Linked DNA regions of Drosophila melanogaster: regions 1, 2 and 4 are each linked to region 3. Evidence: chromatin contacts called from public Hi-C data. All regions are on one chromosome and are shown on one strand. The core of a region is the stretch at or near the end of the contact, and the rest is flanking DNA. Distances in the headings are between cores, read along the strand shown.

Region 1 (2,700 bases), core at 188-2,687, 6.9 Mb after region 3:
GTCCCATTGATTTTCAAGAGCACACAGCCAGCCCCATCGACGTGTCCTAGTTTAGAAACTTATTTCAAGTCGACTGTTCTGCGTCATATTCTCTCTGCTCTGTGGGCAATTGGCATGACTATCTATCTGTATGCCTATCAGCATCTGAAATTTGCGGGCCAGCCAGCCGCCAGCAGCACACAACTGCTGCATTCATTTAATGCCAGCCGAAATTGTCTGTGGTGCAGTGCACACGGTTGGGGCTTTGGGCCCAAACTCAAACCACCGGCATGCGAATGCCATTGCTATTGCTATTGCGATTGCGAGCCCAAAAGCCCCAGAGCCACATGGCACGGCCTTTCCGCAACCGGGTCCCCCCATCTTCCCCGTGCCCTGTGCCCCTTCATTATGGTGCCTTCCAACTGCCAATGAACAATTTTGCCGGTTTTTCTTCGTCCGTTGTTGCTGGGATTTTAGTGCTCCACTCATTGCTGTGCCTGCGACTCTGCTGCGTTGTCGTTGTTGTTATTGTTGGCAGCAGCAGCGGCGGCGGCGGCGGCATCATCATCGTTTTTCATTTTAACAGGCGGCGCAGCCAGTAAAAAAGGCAAAAATAAAGTCGAAATAAAAAGAACGTTCATTTCAGTTGGCGCTGATGCACAGAGAAGAATTCTTTGAAAGAAATATATGATTACTCTGGGTTTGGAATCTTAGGCCAAAGTTCAGTCTTTTGATGAGTGACTTGATCAGAAACAATAATTTAATGAAAATGGCAAGGTAATGGTTCTTTATAATATCCTATCAAAAGGCCGCCCAGCTTATGTTTCAGTGTACTGCCTCGTTTCGAACGCATACAAATTTTATACATACAGAGAGTCGTGTGATTGTGCGCTTGTTTTTCAGTTCACTCGTTTGGATACACACCACGAACGAATCGAAACGTTGCTCGAAACGAGTCGAGTTGAGTCGAGTAGGGTCGGTCGGATTGGATCGCTTTGGTCTGGTCTGGCCTGGCTCTGGCTCTGGCTATGGCTTTGGCTTTTGCTTTAGCTATTGCCCTGGCTGTGGCTGTGGCTCTGGCTCTTGCCGGTTCTGGCAGCTCTGGCTGCGACTCTGGGCCGTGTGTTTTCGGTTGGAGCCCAGTGTGCGATTAATGGGACATTTGTCTGAGCACTCAAAGTGGTTGACTGCCAACGTTGGCTGTTGTTGTTCGTTCGTTGTTCGTTTTTTCGCTTTTACTGCTGCCAGTGGCTGTTGGTCTGTTGCTCTGTTGCTGCGTCGGATTGCCAGTCAGTCTGACAGTCTGTTAGTTTGCCATATTGTAAGTGGATGAGGGCGGAAGGTGCGGGGCAAGGATTGGGGCCACCGACTGACTGCTGCTCCGCTGGCAAAAGCAGCCAACGAGCAAACGAAACGGTACGAAACAAAACGAAGCGAACCAAACCCAACCGAACCGAGCAGATCCAAAGCGACTTCTGCTGCTGGTATACGAATAAACGAATATGCGAGTATTTGTTCTCTATATACAGTCGAACTTCTATAACTCGAACTATTTATCATGAACAAAAAAAAAACCCAAGAATTCCCTAAGGACTTCAGATGGTTGATTATTGCTATAATTTTCGAAATGCTTGATTTCCATAACATTTTGGTTAAAAATATAATTTCTGATTAATTCATGATTTGGATTCAATAGAAAATAATGAGTAAAACTTATGTACTACTACTTCTTAGATCTTAATCATAATTCCAGGAATCTGTAATTATTCAGTATGATTCGATTTGTAGATCAACACAGGGAAGTTGGACTGTATGTTCATCTGCGTTTTGTGGTACTGTCTGGGTTGCCTTGTGCAATGTGCGCCATGCACACTCAACACAATTGCACAAACTTTCGATTCGCTCATAAAATTTCCAGCAAGCGCAAACAGAAATTGCATGAGCATGGATCCGAGCGGACTCGGACCCAGAATCGGATTCAGAATCAGAAACAGATCCAGACCCCAGACCCAGACGCAGATGCAGATGCAGATGGAGACGTAGACCGACCCTCTCCCACACTGGGAGGTGGAGGATGGATGTCTAATGAGCGACAGTCGGACTGGCTGTCGCTCAGCTGTGCTCTGTTCTTTATATACATATATATATATATATAGTATCTCGTTCCCTGGCTCTGAGGTTAAACCCCTCCGATCCGGCGAACAAGCTGTGCATAATGAAAACCAACCATTGCACTTGAGGGGGTGGAGATTGCGAGAATGGAGACGACGGCGGGTACTGGGACTGAGACTGAGACTATGCGGGATGTGGTGGTGAACTATTTTTTTGTTTGTTTCGCATTCTCATTGCTTCAGTTTTTGAGGTTTTCACCCTTTGCAGTGGGGCATTATAATTTGTGCTACTTGAGTGGTATTCTTAGCAAAAGGTTTAGTTGCTTTAAAATACTAATACTTTTAACTAGATAAATAGTTATAGCTAGTTAAACACTCTTACAACGGTGCTTATTAGGAATATTGCTTTCCTGCAATTTTTAATGGAACTGTTTTTTTTTTAATCTATGACGATAGAGCGTAATCTTTACAACGCATCATCCTACTAGCTTGAAACTTACTAATTGGAATGGCAAAACCTTTCAGCTAGGGTATTTCAGAATGCGGGTTGCATGCGTTGGCCTGGCCCTTCCCTCTTGTTTTCATTTTTATGATATCCCCGAGTTTATTA
Region 2 (2,700 bases), core at 2-2,501, 5.2 Mb before region 3:
TTATTTTGTTGTGTTTTGTTGTGATGTGTGTGCATTTATTTATTTATTTGCTGGCTAAGTGAGCACGCTGATGTCGATGGCAACAAAGGCGGCGGCCGAAGCATTGGCAATTTTATATTTATTTATTTTTAGTTGATGCGCACATTAAATTGGCAATTTCTGCTGGATATCCGATCGTGATTATAAAGCGCTAAAAAAAACGAATCTGCGGTTCTGTTCTGTACAGTTGGTGTCGCAACGAAAGGGCTTTTTTTTTAAATCAATACTAAAACGAATCAAATATAAATGTAGGCAATTATTATTGGCAGAAAGTGGTTGTGATCACCTAATAACACAATCTCTAGGATTAATCCTATCCTATACCTATAGTGATCTCATGTGATCTCCAGCTTGTGTTTTGCAATTAATTAAACCCTATTCTCTTGACCCCGAGTGTGCAAACATAAAAATCCGTAAAAAGGTTATCTCCGAGGAGAGTTCGCTGCTCGTTAGCCGATTTGCTCGTGACTTTTAATGCGTTTGCTTTTAATGCATGGAATATTTATGTAGCACGCTGCATGTTTTATGCAGCGCAATGCGAAAAAGGCAATTTGAGTTGTTCAAGTGCACAGCACCATATTCAGTATACATATAATCGCAAAATACAACCCCAAGCCCACCATCCCGATCGCCATATCCCCATCCTATCACCATACCCAACATTGCATCTCAAACATTTCGACGCGTGAGTCGCTTGACATTCTAAGTGGAATACCAGCGAGATTCGAGGGGGGATTCGAGGTATTCGGGGGGGGAAGAACGGGGGTGAGCCGCAGCATCTGAGTGCCACTTGACCTTGGCATTGGATTTAATTCTATGGCAAAATCAACTGCAGCATAATTTCGAATGTCAGCCGAATGGGAAATCGGGGTGGAAAGATATATATGTACATATATATATTTCGCTTGTCAAGTCTGGTATTAGCCGGGGGATTTGCGTGCCGAACAGAAGACAAGTCTATTTTCGCATTCAAGATTTCCCTTTGAATTCTAAAGGCAGCCGAAAGTGGCAGTCATTATTGCTAATAAAATAAAAAATATATATGTCCACCTAAGGATATAGACAGTTAGCATAGACATTTAAAAACATATCTTTGAAAATCAATAAGCTTCGTCAAAGTTAAATTTAAAATCACACCAAAATGCGGCAAATACAAATTTCAGATAGATATGCTATCCAGTATTTCATAGCTTGCCGCAGTCCCAAGTGGAATCCAATTAGAAACGGAAGCGAAAGCCTTGACCTCCGAGCGGTTTCTTGGCTTATTGGCCACAGTGCAGCAATATGAAATTGGCGATGCACGTGTTGCGAACGAGAATCAAGCAGCAATAAAGACCGCACCTACGCCACAAAAAAAGAAACAGATGCAGGGTGCAAATATCTGACAGATACAAGATACACAGGGGATGGCGATGGATGGTGAGGGGAATGTCCGAAAACCAAACGAAATAGAAACAGAGAGATAGTGGAACAATAGAAAAACAAATGCAAAGAGGGCAACCTTGGCTGCGACTACGAATCAAGTGCAACGAGGGAATGCACAATAAGCCACTCACTCGCACTCGTCGCGCTCTCCCACTCACGTCTGCCTCTCTCGCATGCGATAAAAGTATCTGTGTGAGCTGCTCGCGCTCTCTGGCTCTCTCTCTCTCTCTCTCTCTCTGCCATTTAACTGCCTTGTGCGCGTGAGAGAGCGGCACAGTGACAGCGCGAAACAACAACAAAAGTGTAAATTGAAATTCCAAAGATGTCGACAAAGTAAATACGAAATAAAAACCAAAACGAGACAGCGGCAACAATAACAATGGAAAGCTACAACAAAATGCGCACCACACAATTCGGCGAATAATCATAATAAAAAAAAAGGCAGACGAGTATACAAGGCAACAACAAAAAACAAAAAGTTCAATATATTTTTTAAACAAGTTTCCAGACCCGTATGTGTGCCGTTTTCTATATGTTTTCGCCTCACAGACAAAGTCAGCCTTAGCATTCAGACGCTTTCTGTGAGATATGTTGAGATTCATATCCAAAACCGGGGGGAGTACGGAATTATTGCGTTCTATGCAGTACCAGTTTGTACCGCCCGACCGTACCTATCCTCTTCTATCCCACTTCCTCTTTATTAATCCGAGTGAATAGCAATAAAACCAGATGGCAACGAAGCGCGAATACCCTTTCAGTGTGCGAATTCATAAGTGAATAATCATCTTATTTTCTAGATTCAACTATCTGCAAGGGAATTTCAAGGCAACCATTCGCTATTGGTAGCACAATAATTTTGGGCTTATTGGTCAAGTTTCTTTAGATTCTTTTAGCATATGACCGAGCTACCAAGGTGCATGTGACCTATAAGAAAGTAACAGTTGTAAAGTCAACCCGTTCTCCGACTGATAATACTCCCGCGTATGTAGGGTACACAAATAGAGTATCGCACTTACGATAAGATTGCGCGTCGGTGTTGCTATTTTCGTTGTCGCCGTCGATATCGCAGCGCTTAGATCGGCGGGCAGAAAGTCCAGCTCCTCCTCATCCACCGCCTGGTTCTCCTGGTCCTCTGGGTCATCCTGCACCATCTTGACCCTGTCCTCTTCCGCCGGATCTGGATCCTCGGGCTTTCTGATGGCGGGCTTTTTCGTTGTGCGCTCCACTTTGACTTTC
Region 3 (2,749 bases), core at 225-2,724:
ACAACAAAAAAAGAGAGAAATAAAAAGATGGCAAAGAGAATGAACCAAAACCTTGGGGGTGGATTTTCGCCATTTTCCCGCTGCTGTGCTGGAAAATTACGACGCAGAAATGCTCGAGTTCGGAAGGACATCTCGGTGATGCCCACTCGGTTCGCCCACTTTACGCCCACTGTCCTTGACAGTCTGCGGTTGGCATTTTTGTTGTGCTTCTGCTTATTCATAACAAAAACAACATCGATTCGCGAGAAAGCCTTTCGCCGGGAAGCTTAGCGAAAGGCTTAAACCAAAGCTCTGGGCGTTGTCACATGGCCTTGTGGAAAAAGGGATACGCGGCCCAAAATCTAATTAATTAATAAGGGATTATTTATGCCTTGGCGTGCTTCCGAATTGGTCAAAATTCACAGCGAACGGAAAACTCGCGCCTATGCATAAATAAGATTGTGGATTGTGTGGGGAAACGACCATTGAAATCGCCGACGAAGGACAACGCCCACGAAAAAAAAGGAAGAAAAAAAGCTATTCAAGGTCTTCGAAGCTTTGCACTGCCTTGAACTTTGGCGCAGGAAAAGCGAAAGTGAAAGTGTGGAGCTTCGATCCCATGGAACCCGAATCGTAAAGCCCACGCATCCCTAAAGTACATATGTACATATACAAATGCATACATAGCTATGTATGTATCTAATCCCACTTTGTTACGTAGGCGGCGTCGGGTATCGGGAATATATATTGTAAATACTCAAATGCCGGCGCCCACGTCCTTGAAAATCATTCTACATGCCTCCTTGAACAGGGATAAATACAGTCGAGGTCACAAATATAACGATATGAAAATGAAAACGATATGAAAATGATATAAAACGATTTTCTATGTAAAGCTTACTTAAACGGACAATTTTATATTGAACAATTATAAATGAAATTTTGGAAATAACAAGATTTCAATTAAAAGGTTTATTTCAAAAATACTAACTAATTAACTGTACATAAATTACAATTTCTTTCTTTTGTATAAGAACTATTTTTATCTATATCCTAAATCCCTGCACTTCCGGTGCTATTATTTTCACCGCAGCTGTATATATGTACGTATAAACAATTTGTGCTTTTGTCGTGGCGGTTGAGGGTGTTAAACAGAGCGTGGGATCGGGCTGTTATCCTTGCTGCTCCCTACGTATCCTTGGCGTTCCCTCTGCAAGTTGGGTCGCAATTTCGTATTCAAGGACATGGTCGTGATTTTCTGCCACAGCAGCTACTGTATAAATAACAAATATACACATGTAACTCCGTGCGTCAGTTGGTTATTTTCCTCTCCTGTCCAGAATTTCCATTATGTGTCGCTAAAATTTAATTTAATCGAATTTGCAGACCCTTCATGTTGCCTGGTATCTTTAAGGTAATAAATTTCAGTGGGTCCTTGGAAGTTACAAAAATAAATGCAGTTTGAAGTTGGTTTATCTATGAAGAATTCTTGAATATATTAAATGTACATAAATGACATACATCACACATACATACATCATACAAGGCTATGATTGACAGTTCTGATTAATTCCGAAATGGGAATTCAGGGAAATCAGTGAATTCCTAGTATGCTTTTATCACCAGTTGAAATATAAACAAATAACGATTTTATCAGAATTCAATATAATATAAACAAAAACCCAACCTGATAAAAGCCGAGTAAAATATATCCGCTGAAGTTTCAGTTTTCCACGTTCATAATGCCAACTAAGCTGTATCGCATTACTCTTTAATGGGGCATAATTTCATCAGCTGAAAATATCCGAGAAGTTCACAGGAAACTCAGACAAATCGATCGCAGAAATGAGATACAAAAGTATCTAAAAGAATCCAAGTGATAGGCGGTGGATTCAGAAGTTGAATTGATACTGCTGTTTTTGCGATCTCTTGATTCGTTTTGTTATAAACAAACTAATAAAGATCGTGTGCAAAAAAAAGTGCAACGTCAGCGAGGAAAAACGCGCGCATTCTGCTTCTTTTATTGCTTGCAATTTTACTTAATTCTGCAATGGCAAAATACTTATAGTATTTTGTATTTTTCGATTGTTGTAAACAAGTTTATTTTTACACTGGCGAAAAATAAAATCAAATCGAAATCAAAGCGCCAGACAATTTCATAACAAAAATTTGCATAAAAAAGACCGAACGAGAACAACAACAACGGCGGCGAATGTGCAAGAAAAGGGAAAACAAGCTGAAGTAAACAACGAAAGTGACGTCAAAATAGAGGGTGATAGGAAGAGGAAACAAGAGAGGTAAGGGAAGAAGGAGAGAGTGGCGGAAAAGCTTTGTAAATGAATTTATTTAATAATCAAATGCAAAAAGCAGAAGAATAATAAAAACCAAAACAACAGACTGTACTCGAGCTTTTTGTTCCGCCTCTCTTATTCCCCTCTTCTTGCTCTCTCTCCAAAATGGAAAAGACGAAGTGAAAGAAGCAACAGACATTCGTTAGGTGTGTGAGTGGGAGAGATGGTGGGGCATGCGCTCTCATAAGCTGCGCTACTCACACCGAAAAAAATATTTAATACCAATGTGTAATTTTATTAAATGAAAACAAAAACTATCTTGGTTTTGCATACCACTTAAAAAAATATTCTTTTAATTTAATGTAGGGACCGGTTTTTTTCCGTGTTCTCTCTTCCAGCTGTACAATCAAAACAAAAGCGATTGGAGAGCTTTTGGCGCTCTGCTTTTTGGCTTTGTCGCCGAGCTTTGCACACTTTTT
Region 4 (2,935 bases), core at 264-2,763, 7.0 Mb before region 3:
AAAACAATTGAAATTTCGAAAATTCAGAAAACTTTTATTTAAATCCACTTGGCAGCGGAATGTGCAAACTCCTGTCTGTAAATTTGAATAAAATGCGTTTGCCCCGCCAAAGGGGCATTCAGATTTCATGAATATTTACAACAAACTCGCCTGTTTTATTTCACTCCGTCCGTGGCCATCCGCTGGCGTGACGCCAGACGCAGTGCAGCGGCGACTCCGGCGAAATGTGAGTACACCAGCACCAGCACCATTTCCATAACCCCGACTTCCGATCGAGTGTAAATAAGCCCGGCGACTTTGCTGTAAATATTCAAGTTCTCTCAACTAACAATTGTGCAATAGATTCCCTATACTTCAGTAACCTTCTGAACCACAGCCTGAAGATCAGTTCTGTGAAAGCTGTGAGTGAGAAAGCAGAATCCGAATACATTGTTAACACAGTCGAAATGCGAAACAAATAATTATATTTAAGCGACGGAGATCATCATGTGTTCGTTTAAGCTTAGTCCACTATAAATAACAGCCAATTGACGATTAGGCGATTAAGAGAAAGGTGAAAGCGGTGAAAATATGTCTAGCACTAAGTTTTTCTACCATCGACTGCCACGGGCTGAGATTTCATAATTTTAACAACTAGCAAATTTTACATTGTATTTAGCGCGGAGTTAGTTAAATATTTGCAAGTATCAACATCAAAAACATGAATGAAAATCTCAATTATTGTATATTTAGTTTTTATTTGACGACTACTTTTATTCATGATAACAATGATGGTGGGCAATTGCCCATCGTCAAGTTTTGAGCTTATATTCGGTTGAGGTTTACACTTTAGGATTAGTTACCACACGAAATGAATTCATACTGTACATTACGAACCACTCATTTTATTTATTTTAAATTACATCCTGTAACTAACAATTAGACTCTACTTTAGGCGTCCACCAGAATCATTATAAGCAAATGGATCATTGTGTAAAGAAATGTGGAACAAGTTGTTTGAAAACAGCTGAAGCTCGTGATTTAAATCATTATACACATTACAACAAATAAATGGAAAAAAGTATTATTAAATGGTAAATGAAAAGGCGTGTCTTCAATTTATTTTATCTTTAAGCTGACATATTTCGGATTATTTATCTTTCTGACTGTTTAATTTTTTAAATTGGTCATTCAATAAATCGACCGTTAAGCTTATCGATTTTTATTGCAATAGATTTAAAACGTTGCGATACTTTTTATATTGCGACTGTGTGCATTTTTTTTATCGATAGCAGACCCGATTACACAAATAATGCTATAAACATGAGTTCTAATGTTAATTAAAATCCACTGTTATAGGAACTGAAACTATATTTGTAACTTTCAGCTCTTGAGTAGAAATAATCAATGCTGGGGAAATTATGTTTTAATTTGGGGTATATAGATGGTATGTTTACAAACTGAATTGGTATTTCTTCGGTAACCGGGTGGTATTTTTGTATCGACCGCCCTGGTCACACCGCTCTAGACATAACCTTCCTTTTCCAATAATTTTTGTGCTGTGTACACGTGTTTCACAATGGCACCCATCGAGAAAGCTAAAAAGGTGGCCAAGTCGGCCAAAAAGGGCAAGAAGCACCCCGTCAACTCCTACCTGAAGGGCGGTATCCTGCGTTACTCCAAGGCCCAGGTAAATATCGCCGGAAACAGTGGGGAAATGGCCTCTGGCCCGAGTGACGCCTCCGCCCGATGAGAAGGCGCAGCAGCGTGGCTTACTTGTGGTTCTCCGATTCCAAGGGATCCGATACTTGCTCATCTATCCGCGGGATGGACCACACACCATCCACCCACTTTGAGTTAGTTTTACTTGAAAACTCAGTATTCGTCAGTGCGGTTCCTGAATCCAAATGCATTTATTTTAATTCCCGTGTGTTCAAGTGGCTATGAGTACAAACCATGCATACTTTGCCTAAATTGTTTACTCTTCTCACAAATAAGTTCAATAATCCTCAATGCCCTTGCTTGTGACTGTGCAACAAGTGGAGCGTATTAGTGATACACGTAAACAAAATAACCCCCTAGTTCAAAGGCTTGTGGATCAAGGATCAAGCTAACCACTTTTCCAACCTATTTCAGATGTACAAGCGTCGTGCTCTGTACCGCCTGAAGGACAAGAAGAGCCCCGTCGTGGAGAAGGCCAAGGTGCCCATCAAGAAGGTGAAGAAGATCGGAGGACCCAAGAACGGCGGTGAGCGCACGGTCTTCCTGAAGAAGAGCAAGGCCTCCTACCCGACCAAGACGTTCGTGAAGAAGCGCCCCTCCAAGGCAAACTTCAGCGAGCACAAACGCAACACGCGCCGCAACCTGACCCCCGGAACCGTGCTCATCCTGCTGGCCGGACGCCACCAGGGCAAGCGCGTCGTCCTGTTGAAGGTCTTGGCCTCCGGACTCCTGCTGGTCACCGGACCCTTCGCCCTCAACTCGTGCCCGCTGCGTCGCGTGTCCCAGCGCTACGTGATCGGCACCTCCTCGAAGGTGGATCTCGGTGCCTTCAAGGTGCCCGAGCACCTGAACGACGCCTACTTCCGCCGTCTGAAGGCTAAGAAGGACAAGAAGACCGGCGAGGCCGACATCTTCGCGGCCAAGAAGGAGCGCTTCGTGCCCAACGAGCAGCGCAAGAAGGACCAGAAGGAGGTGGACGCCGCCCTGCTGAAGGTCATCAAGGCCCATCCCGAGGGCAAGTTCTTCGCCAAGTACTTGCAGAACATGTTTGCCCTGCACTCCTCCCAATACCCCCACCGCATGCGATTCTAAGCGAGGGGATGGATTTGGTTCTTCAGTTTAAGGATTTCTAAAGCAAAAACACTGTACAAGCGCGCCCGCTGGTTAGACTAACAGGATTTGTAAAATAAACCTTACAAAACGGAAAGTTTTGGCCTTTTCATCAAAGAACCCC

What was found. A called contact is a pair of places that touch in the nucleus more often than the background predicts.
Region 1: a contact with region 3 is called in a Hi-C map of the Kc167 cell line, with 2.1 times the contacts expected there. A contact is called at or near these places in 2 of 107 Hi-C or Micro-C datasets (the Kc167 cell line and the S2 cell line).
Region 2: a Hi-C map of the Kc167 cell line shows a contact between it and region 3, with 4 times the contacts expected there. A contact is called at or near these places in 2 of 107 Hi-C or Micro-C datasets (the Kc167 cell line and the ML-DmBG3-c2 cell line).
Region 4: a Hi-C map of the Kc167 cell line shows a contact between it and region 3, with 2.4 times the contacts expected there. A contact is called at or near these places in 2 of 107 Hi-C or Micro-C datasets (the Kc167 cell line and the S2 cell line).

What each region holds. Positions count from the first base shown.
Region 1 is chr3R:17,702,432-17,705,131 of dm6, reverse strand. It overlaps lncRNA:CR46035 (long non-coding RNA:CR46035), which reads right to left and starts at 1,437. Exons shown (of 1, transcript NR_133415.1): 1 at 1-1,437. All of the region lies in intron 4 of osa (osa,), which reads left to right.
Region 2 is chr3R:29,773,602-29,776,301 of dm6, reverse strand. It overlaps lncRNA:CR46110 (long non-coding RNA:CR46110), which reads left to right and starts at 1,251. Exons shown (of 1, transcript NR_133481.1): 1 at 1,251-1,978. All of the region lies in intron 1 of kay (kayak), which reads right to left.
Region 3 is chr3R:24,572,495-24,575,243 of dm6, reverse strand. It overlaps lncRNA:CR46094 (long non-coding RNA:CR46094), which reads right to left and starts at 1,474. Exons shown (of 1, transcript NR_133443.1): 1 at 940-1,474. All of the region lies in intron 2 of REPTOR (Repressed by TOR), which reads left to right.
Region 4 is chr3R:31,594,782-31,597,716 of dm6, reverse strand. It overlaps RpL6 (Ribosomal protein L6), which reads left to right and starts at 1,513. Exons shown (of 3, transcript NM_170554.2): 1 at 1,513-1,669; 2 at 2,116-2,196; 3 at 2,254-2,925. The coding sequence starts at 1,559. The coding sequence ends at 2,793. It overlaps CycG (Cyclin G), which reads left to right. Exons shown (of 6, transcript NM_001276217.2): 6 at 1-1,075.